Linked DNA regions of Mus musculus: regions 2, 3 and 4 are each linked to region 1. The links are chromatin contacts, called in public HiChIP or PLAC-seq maps. All regions are on one chromosome and are shown on one strand. The core of a region is the stretch at or near the end of the contact, and the rest is flanking DNA. Distances in the headings are between cores, read along the strand shown.

Region 1 (3,309 bases), core at 573-3,072:
CAATAAATATTAACTGCTTGTGAAAATTTTCTTGTAATGAATGTAGGGCAGATTTGGCTGATGTGACTGTTCTGGTGTGCTCATTAACATCAGATTTTCCAACAGTCATTTTCCCATTTACTTATTACTGTGAACTAAAGCTAAGTGTGGTGGCTCATGTTTATAATCCCAATATTGGAGAAGTTGAAGCAGCGGGATCAAGGCCAGCCTGGACTACATAAGACTTTGTCTGGAAAAAAAAAGTGTAAATCCTGTAGATGCTCAAACATGTACTTTGCAAAAATTATCCCATCATCTGTGAATTCATATGTAGTACATGTAGACAGAGATTCATAGAAATACAAAAGGCATGGTGTATATTGCCCTGAAATTTGATTTTTTTTCATTCAATACTTAGAGCACAAATATACTTTCCTGGCTTTATTTTTGCTGCTGTTGGTGTTTTTTGAGAATGATCTCACTGTGTTGACTGGGCTGGCCTTGGATTTGTAATCCTCCTAGCTCAGTCTCTCCAGTGTTTGGATATCAGGTATGTGCCATTACCACCCCGGGCTACTTCCATGCTGGCTTTACTGGATACATAGTAATCAGTGGCACATATGCACTGGTAGTTTATCAGTCTTCTAGACTGTCAAAACAAGAATACCCTGAGAAGAACAGCTGGACAACCTGAGCCCTAGGTGCTAGATCTTATGATTGCTGTTATGTTTTTTTTGAAAAAACAAAAACAAAAAAAACAAAAACAAAAAAAACCTTAATACCAGAAAAACCAAGTGGCTTGATTGAGATCATGTAGACGGTGGGAGAATCAGAATCAGAACCCCAGGGTTAACCTTTTCAAGAGGCAAGGACAACTTCCTGTAGTTCCTTGCATCAAAGAAAAATGATTTTAAAAAGAGGAAGAAGCTACTTACGTGCTCAGCATTGAAACGGTGAGGTAGGGGGATTGCTGTCAGTTTGAGATCACTTTGGGCAGCATAGTGAGTTCCAGGCTCTTCTGGGCCACAGAATAAGACTTTGTCAAACACCAACCAGCGATAAACAGTGTAAGATAAAAGGGGCCCCCAAGCCATACCGTGGAGCACATCCATGGTGGGGTCAAAGCAGGCTTTCACTTGAACTCAGGTCTGGAGGTGCTCTAAGGAGAGCAGACAGGAAGATGCGGTGCATTCGTGTTGTCGGGGTGTGGTGAAGAGGAGAGGAAGCAGTTAGGAAAAGTTTGGGAAGGTTTTGTGGGGACTTATTAGGAACAACAAGGAAAAATAGAGGCTTCCCAGCAGCAGGCCAGACAGAATAAGCTGTCTGGACCTAAGGCGGGTGTGGCCAGCATTACCCTTCCCCCTCTGAAGGTACCGCATAGCCAGGGCAGGCAGATGATTAGCAGATGTTTCGAATCAGCCATTCTAGGGAAAATAGACTTCATAAAAGTAAGGAAAAAAATACCATAACGAAATGAAAATTAAATTAAATCCAGAGCTGTAGTTTCAAGGGTTCATATACATTTGCTGTCTGGGATTGAACCTCTTTCAAGCAGAGGACAGAACTCATGCTGACCTGGGTTAGTTCCCAAAGCAAGCCTGGCAGCTTGGCAGGTGACACAGGCATTACACAGCGATGCCTCTCCCAGTGTACGTAGTGGAGCAAAGCAAACGCAGGGGTCCCTCTAAGAGGGAAGTGGTTACGTGGTTGAAAGCAGCTCAGACTTGCACAATACAGAGAGTCCTTGCCGCAGAAAACTCCAAGTGCGTTTTCGTTTTCAAATGATGAATTACACACAGGATTACACAACGATAGTCGCAGACTTCCAATCAGATGGCCTCCATTCCCTCTGCGTTTGCCTCCAAGATCATGCGCGGGACATTCTGAGAAACCATGCCCAGAGACAAAAAGGAAGCTTGGCGTTGTGAAAAAGCCGGCTTTTAATGAGTTGATGTGAAAAGCTGCACGCACATTAGAGTGAGTATTATTATCTGTCAGATGTATCTTATTTAGGAGGGTGGGAAGTCTTTTACAAACCATTTCCTCATGGGCTTAATTGATAGTCCCTGGATTTATTGGTAATGGATTTGTTCCTGTTGTAATTAAGAATTAATATGTTATGACTAAGAGACACTAGCTCCACCACTCTTTCTGTTAGAAACAGTTTAGCTTGCCCCAGAGTGAATAAAGCTTTACACTGTTTAGAGCAATGTGGGTTTGTAATTATTTTTGTTATAAAACTGTATTCTCAATATAAATGATGAACCCATTACCAACAGTTCTTTATTTCTTTTTAGTTTATACATTTTATTTATTGATTGATAATTTTTTTTTTTTCTGTTTTGAGACAGGGCTTTACTCTATAGCCCAGGCTACCTGGGAATTCATTATATATAAGTTAACCTGGAACTCATGAATGTCCTCTTGTCTTAGCCTTCAGAGTTTGGAGATTAGGCCTGTCTAAACCATTTTGTTTGTTTGTTTGTTTTTCTAAAACATGGTTTTCTGTGTCCCTGACTGGCCTTGAACTCTATATGTAATGTAGTCAAGGATAGCCTTGGAATTCTGATTTTTCCTCATATTCATTTCCAGAGCTAGGATTATCAGACACCACCATAGCTGAGTTTTTATGGGGAACTTGGGCTTAAATCTAGGCATTTGTGCATACTGGACATATCCTAAGTGCCTGATAAGTTGGGGGGGGGGAGGCAGAAGAAAGCAAAACAGGGTCTCTCACTTATGTATAGCTTGGAATTCAAAGGGATTCACCTACCTTTGCTTACCAAGTGCTAGAATTAAGGTATATGTCATCACGACCTGGCCCTCATAGCTTTTATAAGCATTATTTTTATTTAAATCCATAAAAGTAAATTTAAGCAACGTTAATTCAGGTGAGCAATGCATTGCTGGCAGCAGAATCAGTATTGAGGGCTGTGGTGCAGGCTCTTCTGCACTTCACAGCTAAGCTGCAGCTTGCTTTTGCAGCTTTTTTTTCCTGGTGTCCCAGAGGGAGAAGGCAGCCTGGCAGGTCTGCATCCTTTGAGTACCACCTCTGCTGCTACTTACAGGTTATATGAAGGTAGGTGAATTGTGGTGCTATCTAATGTTTAGAAAATGTAAACAGTCGCCAGAGGGTGGTTGGTGGTGCATGGCTGGAGTCTTAGCACTAGGGAGGCAGAGGTGGATGGATTTCTGAGTTCAAGACCAGCCTTATCTATGGAGTGAGTTCCAGGATAACCAGGGCTATACAGAGAAACCCTGTCTCCAAAACAAAATAATTCCAAAAGGAAAAATACAAAGAAAAGAAAAAGGAAATGTAAACAGTAATTG
Region 2 (3,309 bases), core at 520-3,019, 250 kb after region 1:
TTAGCATTGAGTTACTTATCTGTGTGCTCGATACACTGCCTGTTGTTGTGGAACCATTTCCTGTATCCACATAAAAAATGTAAATACTCTCAAACATCTCAACTAAGAGCTTAAGGAGTACTGGGGAAATAAATCAAATTCATGAGCCTCTTTTTGCTGCCTCAGTGAGGAGAGGATTGGAAAAATAGCTTTATGTTACTCCTCCTGTCCAGATTATAAATGTCTGTGTTATTTCTGTCCACATTTTATTAGACGTTTTCTGAAGCACACAGTATAGAGATTTTTATTAGTAATTATGTACTTTAATTACAGAATTTCAAATCTTATTCTTTGGAACTGACTAACCTTGCTCTTTCCTATCTGCTGCCCTGATGTGTGTATTTGGTAATTTCTTTCTCTGGGGTCAGCCTTTAGGTTATGACTGAATATGAGTTTTTTAAGAGTTTACTAATATGTTTGGAATGTTTTTGAGTCCACCCAAAAGTTTAAAGGGCTCTAAATCTAATGAAATTATTCCCCAGCGGTCATTTCAGAGGAGATAATTTCAAGATGAGTCAAGTGTCTCCTAACATGTTTATCTCACATGTCTTCGCTCTATGTGACAACGAAGAGAACGTGTTAGGCATGGAGAAGTACCAGGTGCTAAAGTGCTAAAGTGGAATGTTTTCCTCTTCTGCTTAGAATGACACATTCTATGTGAATTTTCAAGTAACTTTAGGAGTCCATTTAGGCATTTTCCTCTGCACTTAAATTTGAAGAGTTTTGTGTGTGTGTGTGTGTGTGTGTGTGTGTGTGTGTGTGTGTGTATTAATTTAAGTCTTAGGGGTTCAGTTAACAATACCATTGTCTATTTCAATAACCTTGGCTAGGTGGGATTTCACCCAGTTTAGAGAATTTCACCCTTTATTCAATAGAGTACGAAGAAGAGGGTTACAGCAGTATAGGTGTATATAGGTGGCATCGAAGAGAAAGTTCATTTTCTGTCCCAGTAGGGATCCCTGCACCCAGCCCATGTGCTGCTTTGAAGGCTCAGCCATCATTACTCATTTTGGCCCTCATCACTCCTGTCTCATACGGGAGCATCCTTGTGTTCCTGCTTTTACTTTTATCTATACTTTGAAAGGCCCATGTTCAGTCAAGTGAGAACAAAAGCTTATTTTCCAAATCTCTCTTACAGTTGAGTTATGTTCTCAGTCTTCTTTGCATGGACTAAAAGCATTCTATTTTTTGCTGAAAAAGTTTTAAAAGGCTGTGATTAAAATGTAAAGGAATTAAATTTTTTAAAAAATGAGATTAACCTTTCTTAAGTTCCCAAAATACTTTCTTAAAATATCTGTGTTGAATAAAATAGCCCCATGACTCTAAAGTTTTAAACATTTGTATAAACATGTCTAGCATATTATTTTTAATGTTTTAAAGTTTTTTCCTGAAAATAAAAAACTGTTATGTTTTTAGAGTTGTGTAGAACTGGAATGGCTAATTAAATATTACAAAGATATAGTTGGAATATCACCTAGTATCACATCTCCATCCTTAGAAGTTATTTTTTGTTTTTACAGCTCCTTGGATATATCAAAATACTTCAAGTTTTGCTGTTGTTGTTGTTGATTTTTTTTTCTTTTGGCCAAGGTTGATCTTGAACTCTATGCTCTGGGGATGAACTTAAACATCGTATATCTTATCATTCCGTCTCTGCCTCTCAAGTGTTGGGATCACAGGCATGCACTGTCATGTCTGGCTTCAGTGACACACTTGGATACATTTTCAGATAAAATTCAAACATAAACTGTAATAGCAACATGGGAATTTTGACTTTGGAAAAGAAATATTAAGGAAACATAAACAAGGGTTCTTGTAGCAATTTTCTTTCACTAAGGTCCTTACTGATAAATGCTGAGTGTCCCTGTGTAGTCAGGGCTTGCCAAGTCCCTCGAAAAATTAAGAGAAGCATCCTATTTGTGGCAAGGAACTACACTGAATGTGGCTTTCCCACCAAAGAGGAAGCTGTGCAGAGGCCAGAGCCAGCACTCTGTGTATTGCTAGGCTCACGTGGCCACTGTTTGTCAACTGTGTGACCTGGGGGAAGCTGCTCAGCCATTTCATGTCTATTCACCATTGACTGTTACCTGAAGTGACAGTTACATCTTCTTCTCGGGTTCCTTCACAGCATAACTATTTGTTAAATAACCAGAGGGGCTGAGCGAAGTTCTCAAGACTTATACTTCATGTCTTTCTGTGACTCTGTGAAACGTGGTGGAATATTGTTGTTGTTTTGGAGACATGGTCTCATGTAGCCCAGATTGGCCTTGAACTCACTACATAGGCTAGGATGACCTTGAATTTCGGATCCTCCTGCCTTCCCCGAGTGTTGAGATTGCAGGCATGTCTGGTTTGGGGAGTACTGAGATTTAAGTGGGGATTGAGCTCAGGGCTTTGTGCATATTGGGTAAACTAAGGTCCTTAAGTGTGTGCAGCAAGGACTTAACCAACTAAGCTGTCTCCCAAGACCTAAGAGTTACAACAAAAGCATTTTTGTTCCCTTCTAAATGGTACCACAGAGACTTAAATAAAATGGTCATACAAAAGCAACAAAAGTCGAATTTTGTTGGAGATCTGCAGATAGCATGTATTTTTTTCCACTTCAGTATTTTCCACCATTCACTGGTGTTACCTTTCAGTATTTTTAGCCCTAAGGATTACAGCTCTTAGCCTTTTCTGGAGGGAGCATGAGCTGATACCTATAAACACCTACCCTGATGCATTCCTGTTCTGGTAAGGAACTATTCAGGGAGACTCAGAATTTGTTTTTCAGTATTTCTTTGAAATACAGATGAAATACAAATGCACTTGGAAGAAGTGGCTGGCACTAATTTGTTTTGAGATACAAATCAAAAACAATGGGTGCTATATTACGAGAGTTATGGCATATTACTGAGGAGTGAAATGGATATATATAGTGGGGCCCACCTGTTCCTCAGTGCCCCTCATTATTAGATAACCTTTTATGATATTCATTATATTCTTGTGATGTTTTGTATTTCATAATTTGCTGTTGGCTTTGCCATTCCACCATTCAGTACTGGATAAGAAGTAATGGATCCCTGTTAGGATTTACAGTGTAGTACAGACAGGAATTACTTAAAATTGCTTTATTTGCTGCAGCTAGGAGTGTGGCTTAGAGAGACAGAGTTAAAGCCTGTTGTTTGTTTTCTGTCCATATATACTTCTGTGCATGTGTGTGATATGTGTGCCTATGAATGTCAGTGTGTGATATAGTGTGTACTTGTACACATACTCTTGTATAGACCA
Region 3 (3,309 bases), core at 302-2,801, 220 kb after region 1:
GCATATCAGGAATACACTGGACATCACCTAGGCCTTTCTCCATTAACCTTTCCCCATCTGTTTTGTTGAAGATTGTATCTGGAGCCTTACACATTGTTCTTTTTGCCATATTTAATTTTCTGGCTGGTCTATTGTCTGGTTTTGTTGTTGTCCCAGACAGTGTGGATCACATTATAGTATAAGATGTATCTGGTGGTTGCTTCTGTGATCTTTGGTTTCTCTAACAACATCTGGGGTGTAGAATTTTCCATGTTCTGTCCAGTACCAATCAGCAAGGCAGCAGAGCTGTGTATTCACAAGGCTGTACTGCCTTACTAGTTAGAACTTCATGCTAAGAAACTGGGGAGGGTAGGAACAGCTCCTTCCTAAAATGCCAAAGGTCTTCATTCTCTCTGGTTCTTGGCATGTTGGAAGATATGTTCATATGCTTTACGTTCTTTTGAAGAGTTAGTAATTGATTACTTATGATATTTCTGCTTTGTCAGTGTTTCCACAGCCAGAACTTTTCAACTTCTTTTCTCTGCTGTTCTGGAAGCTTGTCTAGCTTGATATTCAACCTTTAAGTGGAACTTTTAGCTAAGATGCTAACCTATTTTTATAAAATAAAAATACTAAATATGGATTATTGGTATACTTTATATATTGTGCATGGTTTTGTTGTTGTTTGGTGGGTTGGTTTTTGTTTTGATTTTGAGATAGGGTCTCATGTATGACAAACTGACTTCAAACTCATGTAGCTGAAGATGACCTTGGATTCCTGATGTTTCTATCTCCCGACTACTAGGACACAGATGGGTATCATTAGTTGATTTGGTTCTAGGGATTTGACTATAAGTGTGGTGTGATGATTTGATTTCTTACCTTGACTTCCCCTTAATAATGGGCTGGAGCCTAAGATTATAAGCCAAATAACCATTTTCCTCCTCTAAATTGCTCTTTGTAAGTGCATTTTGCCATAGAAAAAGAAGTTTAAAAAATGGAGCAGAAATATTAGATCTAGGGTAGGGAGGAAGAAAGTCAGTGATCCACTTTCTCTTCCTTCAATAGTTTCTTCTTTCCATTCTAAATGGACCTGGTATCTAAATCCATGAGTTCATTACCTTGGCTCATTGCAAAAGTTAACGGAAATCTTCTAAGGCAGCCTGAATCTCATGAGAGCTGGAAAAAGTTTAGACCTGGGTGGAATTAAAGGAGACAAGAAAAAGGAAGTTGTTCTAGGACTAAAGGATTAATGCCATGAGTCATGTTTGTCTAATATCTAGTTATCTCGTAGTTCTTAACTCTGTAGCTTTAGAGAGGTGGAGACAAGAGAAGATGGGGGTGGATTTAATAATATTGGTTGGATCTAAATACATTGTATGCATATATGAAATTACCACATAATAATATAAACATTTAAGAAAGAATATTAGTTGGATACTTAACCTGTTAACTATCTCAAACACATTTCCTGCCAGGGAAGTGTCTGCCCAGGTCTGGCTGGAGGATGTGGTTTTGGCTAATAGTCGGATGGTGAACATGGTAGTTATGAATGGAGTTACTGGATGGGAAAAGAGGAAATAAAGTTGCTGACACCAGGCTTTGGTCTCCAGCAACAGATTTCCTCTAAATGAAGAGTCATCTCAGTTCTTGTGGAATTTTCCTTCTTCCTCTTTTTATTTTTTAAAGTACAGTCTCATTTATAGCATCTTTTGCTGTTAAATATAGTTAGGAATGAACAGGAGGACCATTGAAAGAGTGTTATTGTGAGAACTTCCTATATGCACACACTTGCCATTATTCCTAGTTCTGTCCATCATCCATCATCCATTGAACACATCTTTATCTTGAACCTGCTTTGCTGTAGGCACCATGCTATGCACACAGAACAGCAAGGTGAACATGGACACTGACTTTATGCGTCTGGCTTTAGTTCCATAAAGGAAGGCAGACATGTTGGAATGGGAATTAAAGGCTTGAAGAAATATAAAATAAAAACAGGATCAGACATGCTTTGAAGGTCACAGAAAAATCTCTCAGGGGTAGTGACCTTGAAGCTGAGTTCTGAAGCTTAGGTCTGTTTTAGCTGGTATACAAGTGATGCCTACCGAGGCCTTCAGGATCTAACCCAGCTTCCTTTGTAATCTCCCCACCAACCATTTTTGCTGTTGGTTTTTATTTAGTAGCCACAGGTTCTCTGTCACTTCCTCCACATGCCTGCTGGGAACATTATCTTCTAAGACCACTCATTTACCCTTTTCACAGCCTAGCTTTAGGAGACGCTCGCCTTTTCCTGTTACATTATTTACTGTGTGATTGTTCTGTAAAATATAAGTTCTTACAATGATGAGCAGCTATCTCAATTGTCGCTTTACCTCTGGGACCTTGGAATATGATTGATAGACATAGCTAAATGTTCTACTTGAATATTTGTTAAATAAGTGGATGGACAAAAGATGCAGGCTATAGTTTTGCACCTGAGAGAACATCCTACACTTGGCGAAAGGGAAGATGATCTGTATGGTTGTGAATAGAAAAGAGGAAGGAAATGGAACGGGAACGGGGATAGAGATGAAAATCTAATCTAGAAGTCTCCTACATCAGTGTTTGTCAAACGGTGAGGAGTTGAGCCATAAAACAATTTTGGTGGACTTCTCTTAGCATTTAATCAAACGGGACAATACAATACTGTACCATGTTCCTAGTAAAAGCATCACATTAAGCTCTCTTCCACATATATATGTATGTGTATGCATTCATATTATGGTATGGCAGAAAAAGTTTTCTTGTTTTAGTGTGAAATAAATAAGTATGAAAGAATCATTTAGTGATCAAGTGAAGACTGTCTGGTTTTCTGCTATAAGACTAAAGGACTCATGAAAACTATTTTCACAGAGGAGGTAGATTTCAAGGAGCCCTTTCATCAGAAGGCATCAATCCTAGAAGACGATCCTGCTTTTACTAACATAGAAGCGTTAGGTGTTGTGCAGAGCTATGCTGTTCTTTGCTATGTCTACAATCTCTAGGTTTCTGGGAGGCAGGAGCTCTGCCTTGTTTACTGTATCTGGTGCCTAACATATGCTCGTACTTAGCAATGACCTAGGGGTTGCATGAATGACCAGATTAGTCTACCGAGAAATGTTTGTTTTTCTAAAGCTGCAGTTTGTGAATTTAATAGCTATAGAAGCCTGCTGACAACACACATGCAAGGCAGCAATTCTACTACTGAACTACACCATAGCCCACCTACAGCTTTTAACATGAATAATTTGGGTGAGAATAATTTGGGTGAGAATAATTTTGGTGAGAATAATTTGGGTGAGAATAATT
Region 4 (3,309 bases), core at 543-3,042, 200 kb after region 1:
CTCAACACAGAGGCAATGGGCTTAGACTACACACTGTCGTCAGCACATTTAAATTCCAACAGCATAAATATTTTCAAAACCCTGCAGTGCCTGGAAGTCCTTCTGTGAGATGAGTAATGGGGTTTGTGCCCATTGTGACAGAGTCACTAAAATTGGACAGGAATTCCCTGCACCAAATTTAGAGGGATCTTGGAGAGCAAAAAACAACTCGTGAAATTGTTGCTGCAAGTGGATAGAAGGAATTAGGGTAACCTAATTCCTAACCCAAGTGTTGGTGAACACAACTTACGTGTAGCCATATTTTCTGCAGTGGATTACCATATTTATCTTAACTTCGTGAATCTGTCTATTCATACCACATAAACTTGTACTTTGTGATAGAATGGAGGTGTCAGATTTGCCTTTTACTTTACTCATGAATGGAAAAGGAGCCTTTAAAAGTGTAATTGCTAGGCCTGGGTGGCATGTGCTTTTGATTCCACGGAGGTGGTGGCAGGAAAGTCAGGCGTTCAAAGTCATCTGTTGCTAGCCAGTTCAGTTTGAGTCCAGCCTTGGTTGCATGAGAGCCTGCCTCCGACACCAAAAAGGAGTAAATTATGAAACGAGAACAAAAATGCATCCCTCCTTGGTTTATGCTTCAGGTCTTGCCTCCTGTTTTCTGCTTTGAATTTCTACTCTGACTTCGCTTCCTGATGGACTGTCAGGACCTGTATGCCCAAATAAAACTTTCCCTTCACAAATTGCTTCTGGTCAGAAAAATTTATCCCAGCAATAGAAAGCAAACAGAAGAAGAAAAGATGTGCTTTTAAGAAATATTGAGGATATTAATTAGGAGATAAATGGTGGCGTTGTAGAGAGGAAGGGGCTCTGCTAACTGCCTTTGATATGGAGGAAGCCCTGAAGGCATTCTAACCAGGGTACTTAGAGTAACAGGATTTCATGAATTGTCAGGACGTCTGTTTGCCTTGAGATATGGCTTCACTATGTAGCATAAGCTGACTTTGAACTCATACATGTTTTTTTTTCTACTTCCCACATGACAGTTGTGAGCTACCACGCTTGTAATAGATACAACACTTTCTTCACATAGAAGTTATTATATGCTTCAAATTAGATTGCAGATTCTTCCTGATTTGTTGTTACTTCTACGTCGGAACTTATGGGTTCTATTCTCTGAAAGGGCTTAAACAACTCAGAGGCTTTGAGTTTGGGGAGAAAGGCTTGAACAGGTTTGCTTTTCAAGGTTGTCCAACACTGTTCAACTGTAAAATGTATATGCGTTTTGTATTTGCGGTTTGTTTAAAACTTCACCTTTTAAAGACTCTAAAAATTCTCAACATAATGCATTATCTTTTCAACTTCACTTTTAGTCTTTTGGAAAAAAGAGGAAGTAGTGACTGCTTAAGGGCAAGCAGCAGCAGCAGCAGTCTCTCTCTCTCTCTCTCTCTCTCTCTCTCTCTCTCTCTCTCTCTCTCACACACACACACACACACACACACACACACACGCACATGCACACACACACACACACACACACATGCACACACACACATAGGCACGCACATGCATACCCCCAGGACCAGTTAGGTCACATGTTTTTAAAGCATATTTTCATGCACACCCCTAGGACCAGTTAGATCACATATTTTTAAAGTATATTTTCTGACTCGAAAGGCCTGTTTCTGAAAACTAAACATGTCCATTTAGAATGTTAGTCTTCACCAGAGGAGCTCGCTTGAATTCCACCTTAACATCCACAGAGACCAGCCCACTTCTTAGCCCCTCCTACCAGCCGGAGAAGACTTTCTAGAAGTCGGAACTGTGAAGGGCTCCCGACTGAGAGCCAGAAGGCACAGAGAAGCCTGAGGATTCTCATTTAACTCTGGGAACTGTAAGCAATGCATTTACTCTCCCTGCCTGCTTCCTCTTGCACTTTCCATCGCTATCCGTGGGCAGCTTCCCAGGAGGAAGGCAGCCACGCGTGCTAAAACTTCACTTCTTTCACTCCTCTGCCTCTGGGAAAGGTTCACAACGCAGGCTTCAGTTTCCTTCTAAGTGAGGAGGGTTTGGTTTCCTGGGTCTAAGAGCAGATTGGAATAAAGGTATAGGTTGTTTCCTTCAGCGGGTGCTGGGAAATTGAGTCTTTATAGAGAAGTGAGTTGGCGCGCCTTTGTGTCCCACGTGATGCTACCCAGTGATTCCTGACTCCTGAGTTTGAGTGCTGCTTGTAAAGATGTTTAGGGGCAGTTTGGTGACTCATTTAAATTTTAATTGATAAAAAGAGTTATGTTCGCAGAACATTCCTGGGTATTTAATGGGCTGCTGTGTGATGTGACTTATAACACTGAAAAACTAACCTTGAACTAACAAGCACCGCTGCTCTCAGGCTTTGGGTAACTTGTGACAGGACAACAGGTCAAAACAGTTTTTTGGAAAATATTCTATCAAGTTGCACACTTGTGAATATCATTTTAGAACTGAGGTTCTAAAATCTAAAAGATGGAAGAGTGAAAGGGACTTGGTTTTGAAATAAATGACTTAACATCTTTACTTCTTTTACAATTTGTAATGATTTAAATAGATTCATCACTTCAGACACTTGGTTATGAAAAATGCTCCTGATGTTAGCTGTTGGTTTAAACTGCTTTCACTGAAGGCTGGTGGAGAGCAGCATTAGAGATGTGCCACTTAGAAGGGGTGGATTCGCCCGGCATGGTGGCGCACGCCTTTAATCCCAGGGAGGCAGAGGCAGGCAGATTTCTGAGTTCAAGGCCAGCCTGGTCTACAGAGTGAGTTCCAGGATAGCCAGGGCTATACAGAAAAACCCTGTCTCGAAAAACAAAAAACAAAAAACAAACAAACAAACAAACAAACGAAACAACAACATAAAAAGAAGGGGTGGATTTTAGTATTATATTTGGGATTCTAATTTGGGAAAAAGGAGTGTATTTTGTGTTGCTTCTGTTTGTTGAATACATTTGAAATTGCAGTCAAAGAGATTCACAGAGAATTTAATGAAATAGACCTATCCAGTCTGAAATTATATCACAGATATAGTGAGACCTGGCCAATGAAGCTGGTCTCTGTTTTCATTGAGCTCACGAAGAGTTAAATTTTAAATTAAGCAATAATTGTGAAATGCATAGAGAAGTTTAATGGCCTTCTCTCAAAGTTTTACAAAACTTCCTCTAAGGAAAACATATTTTATGGGAAGAGACACTTTCATTTTAACTGTATACGTTTTTAAAATAGCATTTTATATTTATTTTTAAATAGAAAAAATAAAATTATGAAACACATGTCTTAGCC

What was found. HiChIP or PLAC-seq counts read pairs in DNA pulled down with a chosen protein or histone mark.
Region 2: a contact with region 1 is called in an H3K27ac HiChIP or PLAC-seq map of the HPC-7 cell line, with 7 times the contacts expected there. The contact joins the enhancer-like site here to the promoter of Ptgs2os2 in region 1. A contact is called at or near these places in 2 of 484 Hi-C or Micro-C datasets (both in bone marrow-derived macrophages), 2 of 115 datasets of contacts at active chromatin or transcription factors (the HPC-7 cell line and bone marrow-derived macrophages) and 1 of 9 other capture datasets (adipose tissue).
Region 3: an H3K27ac HiChIP or PLAC-seq map of the HPC-7 cell line shows a contact between it and region 1, with 13 times the contacts expected there. The contact joins the enhancer-like site here to the promoter of Ptgs2os2 in region 1. A contact is called at or near these places in 17 of 39 promoter capture datasets (the 3T3-L1 cell line, 3T3-L1-derived adipocytes, the C10 cell line and 12 more), 9 of 484 Hi-C or Micro-C datasets (the C10 cell line, LSK cells, bone marrow-derived macrophages and 5 more), 4 of 115 datasets of contacts at active chromatin or transcription factors (the HPC-7 cell line, bone marrow-derived dendritic cells and bone marrow-derived macrophages) and 1 of 9 other capture datasets (macrophages).
Region 4: an H3K27ac HiChIP or PLAC-seq map of the HPC-7 cell line shows a contact between it and region 1, with 14 times the contacts expected there. The contact joins the promoter of Pla2g4a here to the promoter of Ptgs2os2 in region 1. A contact is called at or near these places in 19 of 39 promoter capture datasets (the 3T3-L1 cell line, 3T3-L1-derived adipocytes, the C10 cell line and 13 more), 10 of 484 Hi-C or Micro-C datasets (the C10 cell line, ECoMG myeloid progenitors, the HPC-5 cell line and 7 more), 2 of 115 datasets of contacts at active chromatin or transcription factors (the HPC-7 cell line and bone marrow-derived macrophages) and 4 of 9 other capture datasets (adipose tissue, bone marrow-derived macrophages, liver and 1 more).

Annotation. Positions count from the first base shown.
Region 1 is chr1:150,163,461-150,166,769 of GRCm38.p6, reverse strand. Ptgs2os2 (prostaglandin-endoperoxide synthase 2, opposite strand 2) reads left to right here and starts at 1,822. Exons shown (of 2, transcript NR_110420.1): 1 at 1,822-1,956.
Region 2 is chr1:149,909,966-149,913,274 of GRCm38.p6, reverse strand. All of the region lies in intron 3 of Pla2g4a (phospholipase A2, group IVA (cytosolic, calcium-dependent)), which reads left to right. Among named protein-coding and RNA genes, the nearest start is that of Pla2g4a, 50 kb to the left of the region's middle. Within about 2 kb of position 1,769, at least 46 of the 459 cell types and tissues checked have an H3K27ac peak or open chromatin away from gene starts, as enhancers often do. A contact at or near this core is called in the HPC-7 cell line, adipose tissue and bone marrow-derived macrophages, where this site is marked.
Region 3 is chr1:149,938,708-149,942,016 of GRCm38.p6, reverse strand. All of the region lies in intron 1 of Pla2g4a (phospholipase A2, group IVA (cytosolic, calcium-dependent)), which reads left to right. Among named protein-coding and RNA genes, the nearest start is that of Pla2g4a, 21 kb to the left of the region's middle. Within about 2 kb of position 1,551, at least 61 of the 459 cell types and tissues checked have an H3K27ac peak or open chromatin away from gene starts, as enhancers often do. A contact at or near this core is called in the HPC-7 cell line, LSK cells, bone marrow-derived dendritic cells and 4 more, where this site is marked.
Region 4 is chr1:149,959,773-149,963,081 of GRCm38.p6, reverse strand. Pla2g4a (phospholipase A2, group IVA (cytosolic, calcium-dependent)) reads left to right here and starts at 1,792. Exons shown (of 18, transcript NM_008869.4): 1 at 1,792-1,891.